Regions from separate parts of the Gossypium hirsutum genome. Here region 1 is linked to region 2. A link is a contact called in public Hi-C data. All regions are on one chromosome and are shown on one strand. Each heading gives the region's core, a stretch centred on a gene start, on an enhancer-like site or on the middle of the called end of the contact. The rest is flanking DNA. Distances are from core to core; before and after follow the strand shown. Region 1 holds the start of LOC107918439 (protein FAR-RED-ELONGATED HYPOCOTYL 1-LIKE). Region 2 holds the start of LOC107919511 (histone H2B.9).

Region 1 (2,988 bases), core at 243-2,742, 200 kb before region 2:
AAAGCTATTACTATCTTTTGCCGATCCAGTTTCCAGTACATCACAAACAGCCCATGTCTTTCCTTGGAAAGTGCATGGACTGAACCCCTCTACTTGTGTGATACTGCCAAACGTAGGAGGCTTCAAAGATGAGCTTTGCTTCCAACATTGATGCTTTGATAAAGGCAAGCCCAATTGTTCAGGCTCTAATTTCCTTTTTTTGTTCAAATCAACAATGTTGATCGACTTCTCGAGAAAGCTGAAAATGATAATAGAATTGGGAATAAGTTAAAGAGGGAGTAGCTATATATATATATATCTCCAAAATGAAGAGGAGGGAAGGTAACCTACTTAGAAGATCGATTTCTTTCTAATATGCTGATTGAATGTTATAACAAACAAAAGCATCCAAGATGGCTAGGCCATTGATCATTATTGGTTCAAGGTTTTAAACGAGATCAACAAGGTACCTAAAATCCGATATAATATATGTCATGACTCGACTTGCTGGGCCATGTTCTGAGACACAAATAGGAATTGTTCTCTTCGAGTCTTGGTATCCATTTTGTAGAGTGCATTCTTTTGCATGTGAAGATGCGAGTTTAAATATGTGGAGATACATCTAAAGGTAACAAAACCTTGAGGGGCCTATAAATGATTAGCACAAGCGTAAATGACAATATCAAGGAATTAATAGTAATTTTCTCAATTATGAAAATTGTTAATTTGTCCCATATGGTTAGGTCTTGAAACTTCAAGTTAAAGGCTTCAACAAGTTCGAGCTTTGCTGAATTAGTGAGGACTTTATGGTATAGAGGATCATATCATTTATGTACAGCAGCAAAGTGAATGGTGTACGGTACCTCCTAATGCCATTAAAAAGCAATGAACAAAAATGAATAATTGACATCAACCATGACCTTAAATAAGTATTATGTAAGTTTATAAAAGGTTCTTTCTTTCACATCTGAAAATAGCAAGTGAAACAGAGAATATTCATTACCATAATTTGTAAAAATTTCCCTCAAAATATATACTGTGAAGCTAAAAGGGTAGAAGTAAAAGAACCCCACTAAGCAAAGAGAAGCACAGATGGTAAACGACAGTTGCAGAACTACTAAACAGCAAAGGATCAGATTAGATATATTAACTAACGCCCACAATATGTACCAAAAAAAAACTAACACCCACACACAAAATCCTCTTAAATTAGTAAAAATGTTAGCTGATCCACTAACATAGAAAAACAAGTCGCAAGGGATGTTGATATCGAAAAAAGATTCCATGATTCCAAGAGAATAAACTACAAAGTACATGCAATCAAAGCAGGTAAGAAATTAAAGACCCAGAAACGGAACCTCTTAATCTGAGATGGGTTGCTGGTTTCATTATTTGTTTCCATTTTCTGCCGGAAAATCTTCGACTCTCAGTTGAGGCTAAAGGAGGAAACTTTAACTAAAGGACTACCTTTTTCTCCTCGTTTGTGGATATCCGATAATAAATCCGCCATTTTTTCACTTCTCATAAAGTTGAAATTTTCATCGATCCTCGGTATGTGAGCGTGGCACTACTGTAACCAATAACGTGTTAACACGTTGTTTTTGTTCATGTTAATTGTTGAAGCGTTTGTTTCGTGTTTTGAGGGAGCGCGTGAGATGATAACTCAGTAAGGACCATGCTGTGGCCACGTGAGTTTCTCGTAGTTTGCGAGATGTTTCGGTACATAGAGATCCCACTATTCAAGTTATTACTCTTTACCTGCTGATTCTTAAATTCTGAATGTTTAGTAGAAAAGTGAGACAATATAAATAAAAATAAAAATAAAAATTCGAAAAATGAATTGGATTTTCAGTAAGATTTTTTTATTAAGGGTTCAATTCGATCTGAATTAGTCTAAACATTTTTTTTGCTATTTTGTTGTATTTTTTATTGTTTTACTGTTATTTTATTATTATATTATTTCTATTTTTTTGTTATTATTTAGATAATGTAAAACTCTTGTTTTATTGTTAATCTTACGACAATTTTAGAGATATTTGTTACCTAAGTTGCAGTTATCTTAGTGTTATTTAAGTATAATAATTTTTTAATATATTTTTATTTTGTTGGGAAATATTTATTTTAATGTTTTTAGTGTATTTGATGTATTATAACTTTCAACTTTATTTTTATATAAAAATAATCTAAAAATTAACACGAGCAGGCCAGATCAGGCTCGGGTTTAGTATTTTCAATCAAGGTTGAGTGTCGATAGAATTTTAAGCTTATTTTTCAGGTCGGGTGTAACACCCTTAACCCGTATCTGTCGCCGAAATAGGGTTACGGAGTATTATCGGAGTTTACAATACAAATGAACAGAATTTCAAACATTTCAAAACATATCAATAAATACATTAAAATCAATTCAAAATATACATATTGTCCCTTATACGAGCCCTTCAGACCCAAAATACGTGTTAGAAACAAGTCGGGACTAAATTGAAAACTCAGAGAATTTTTCAGATAATAGTAAAAATTTTTAACTCTGCATGGGTCACACGGCCGTGTGGCCAGGCCATGTGGGCATTCGAAATAGGGACACACAGTCGTGTCCCAGCCCGTGTCCGTACCCATGTAACTCTTAGACTTGGTCACACGACCAAGCCACACGCCCGTGTGCTAGGCCGTGTACACTTCGAAGTAACCCCACATGCCCGTGTGCCAGGCCATGTGCTAAGCCATGTAACAGCCTGACTTGCAACCCTTTGAAAACTACAAGGGACATATGGTCGTGTGTCACACATGGCTGAGACACACGCTCGTGTCTCTGCCCATGTGAATGAAAATAGGCCATTTTACAAGCCATATTTCTCACCCAATTTGGCATCAACTTACACTCAAAAATTGTGCATGTAAACAAGCCATATTAAGGCATCCAAAACAAGCAAAATCAAGCCTTAAACATGTAGTATATTCACATACAACCAATATGCCCTTAAGCTCCTCAAATGAAAATTATAAACATGTTTA
Region 2 (2,949 bases), core at 444-2,943:
ATTCATAGTGGGGCCCATCCTATTATTCATTCGAGCAATACAAGGTTGTTATGGCTGAGTTGACCCCTAATAGTCTTGAGAGTTGGTTCACACTTGGGGAGCATTCACACCTAAAAGATAGATGCCTAAGAAGTGGGTGTTATCTCGTCATCAGAGAGTGGGAAGGCTTATCCAGCAGGTGGTTCCAAAAACAAAAGGATATTGTTCCTCTGGTTAAGGCAGGTGGTTACCCGAGACATTATCTGAAGTGGAGTCAAAGGGGAGGCCAACACCATCTATCTTGCTGACATTTGTCCAGATGGAGGAGGGATATAATAGCCTTATAAATTATTTAAGGATTAATGTTTTTCCAAGGGAAGAAGGGGAATAACATTTATTTTAATATATTTGACTTTTTTATATCTTCTTTGGATTTATCATTTGGGCAAGACCGACTGGTTTGTGTTCTTTATGATCTAAAGCTAACAACCATGCGATGTAAAAATCTCATGCAATGGTACTTGTTCCTTTGAATAGTGACGATACCAAGGTAAGGAAAAACTTTGTATTATTAGAGGACGAAGAAGAAAGAAAATATACGAGGGAGAGGAAAGGAGAAGAGAAAGAAAAAGAAAAAAAGAAAATTAAAAAAATATATATTAAATGTAATTAATTTGTCATGTGTCGCGATTTTATTCATCCAAAGTTACACATGGTTATTTAGTAGTGTTACATTTTTTGACCAAAATATGGGACAAAATAAAACTATAAGACTACTTATGATAAAGAAAATTTTAAGGGTCAATTTGAGAATTAGGGTATAATTCTAGGATCATTTCACTATTAAAACCTATATATTTTGAAGAATTGATAATTTATAAAGTCAGAGCTCAATACTTGGTTTAGGCTCAATCGGACATCTATTTTTAAGCTCAAGCTCAATTGAGATATAATCGAGCTCTCAATTAAGCTCTTGTACCAGTTTTTGTACTCAAGCTCGACTCAAAAATTAAGCTTAGAATTAATAATATTTGTTAAGGGTAATAACGTAATTTAATTATATAAAAATATGAAAAACTCAATAAAGCTTGCATGCTATTTGACTTAAGTATTATTAAGCTCGAATTTGGTTTAATAATTACCGATTCGAATTCAAAATTTTCAAATCGAACTCGAGTAAATTGCAAACATCATTGCCTCATTTACCCTAATTTGGAGTATTTCTTCGAAGTTGTCGTGTAATTTTTTGGGTGAATAAAAAACATTACGAGGAATTACTTTGAATTAAAACCCAAGCCATCTTGGAAGCGTTTCGAATAGTTGGATACCACCACTATTACAAATAATCATTTTAGGTAGATTATCAACCTCTTCATTACACTCTCTGGATATGTAATAAATCGATCAATACACAATTTTGGTCAATTAATATTTTGATTTTTCATGCTACTAACATGAAGGTTGTACGTTGAATTCCTACGGTCCGAATAAATTTGTGCTTTAAGCAATTAGTCATGTTTTTTTAAGTCCTAATTCTACTGCCGTGTTTTAGGCCATGGAGATATTATCTCTAACTGTCCACATCTTCCCCTGCATGTGGGGTTCACATTAAACTAACTCAATCAAACAGTGCCTTGTCATCGAGCCGTGTGGAACTCAAGTAACCAATCAGATCAATCACACACGTATATAAATACACAATCAATCCCATCTCCCCATGCTTCTCTCCACCGGACTTTTGAACTTCATTTTTCTACCGATTGTTTGTTTGGTTTAAAAAGAGTAGAAACATCATTTTCTTCCAATGGCACCAAAGGCCGAGAAAAAGCCTGTAGCAGAGAAAGCTCCAGCCTCAGTGGAGAAAAAAATATCAAAGGAAGGCGGGGATAAGAAAAAGAAAAAGATCAAAAAGAGCACAGAGACTTACAAGATTTACATTTTCAAGGTCTTGAAACAAGTTCATCCTGATATCGGTATCTCAAGCAAAGCCATGGGGATTATGAACAGTTTCATCAATGATATATTTGAGAAATTGGCTCAGGAAGCTTCTAGATTGGCCAGGTACAATAAGAAGCCAACGATTACATCGAGGGAGATCCAAACGGCAGTGAGATTAGTTTTACCTGGCGAATTGGCAAAACACGCAGTCTCTGAAGGTACCAAAGCGGTTACCAAGTTTACCAGTTCTTAGATTTATAGACTTTTTGTTTTGAGATTTTAATCTAATTGCTACGATATTACATTATATATTATATTTCTTTTGAATATATGTTATACTTAAATGATGCCTTAATGTCCTAGATGCAATAGATTAAAGAATGGAACTTGGCACTTTTTTTTTCTTTTAACTTTAATGTTTTTTTATTTATCAATTATGATGCTAAATAGCTATCCAGTTTCTGTTATGATCGTCAATTGAACGAATTGAACCATCACTTGTCAAAGTTTCTTTTAGAGACTCTTGAATTTTGATCGATTTAGATTTCTTTTAATCAATTTAAATAGTTTAAATTATTTTAGAATCAAATTATTTGAGTTTGAGGGTGACACTAAATTTTTTGGGCGAAGTAATTAAATTATATATATTTTGATGATTTTATGTTTGAGTAATTTCAAATTACTTCGGGATTACTTTTATATGATTTGTGTTGTTTTTAGTTTCTTAGCTCTGAATTTGGGTTATACTTGTTTGATGGTCAAAGGTTTGTTCGGTTTCAAATTGATAGGGATGAATTTTCTAATTCAAATCAAAATCGAGAATTTTAGATTTTTAGATTTAGAAAAATAATAAAATTCAAGTTTTTTTAATTAAATAAAATTTAATGGTATAAAAACCTTTTGATTTTTTTAGAAAACTAATTAAGCCTTTGCAATTTTTTCAATTAAATTGAGTCTTTGCAATTTATTTTTTTAGTACGTACAAATTAATTTGTAATATTGATTTTCTTTTTAAAATCTTATTACAATTTA

What was found. Hi-C and Micro-C count contacts between places; a contact is called where the count stands out from the background.
Region 1: a contact with region 2 is called in a Hi-C map of leaf, with 1.8 times the contacts expected there. The contact joins the promoter of LOC107918439 here to the promoter of LOC107919511 in region 2. A contact is called at or near these places in 2 of 34 Hi-C or Micro-C datasets (both in leaf).

What each region holds. Positions count from the first base shown.
Region 1 is chrD13:27,656,496-27,659,483 of Gossypium_hirsutum_v2.1, reverse strand. LOC107918439 (protein FAR-RED-ELONGATED HYPOCOTYL 1-LIKE) reads right to left here and starts at 1,492. Exons shown (of 3, transcript XM_016848004.2): 1 at 1,338-1,492; 2 at 1-238. The coding sequence starts at 1,381.
Region 2 is chrD13:27,457,281-27,460,229 of Gossypium_hirsutum_v2.1, reverse strand. It overlaps LOC107919511 (histone H2B.9), which reads left to right and starts at 1,693. Exons shown (of 1, transcript XM_016848959.2): 1 at 1,693-2,327. The coding sequence starts at 1,784. The coding sequence ends at 2,170.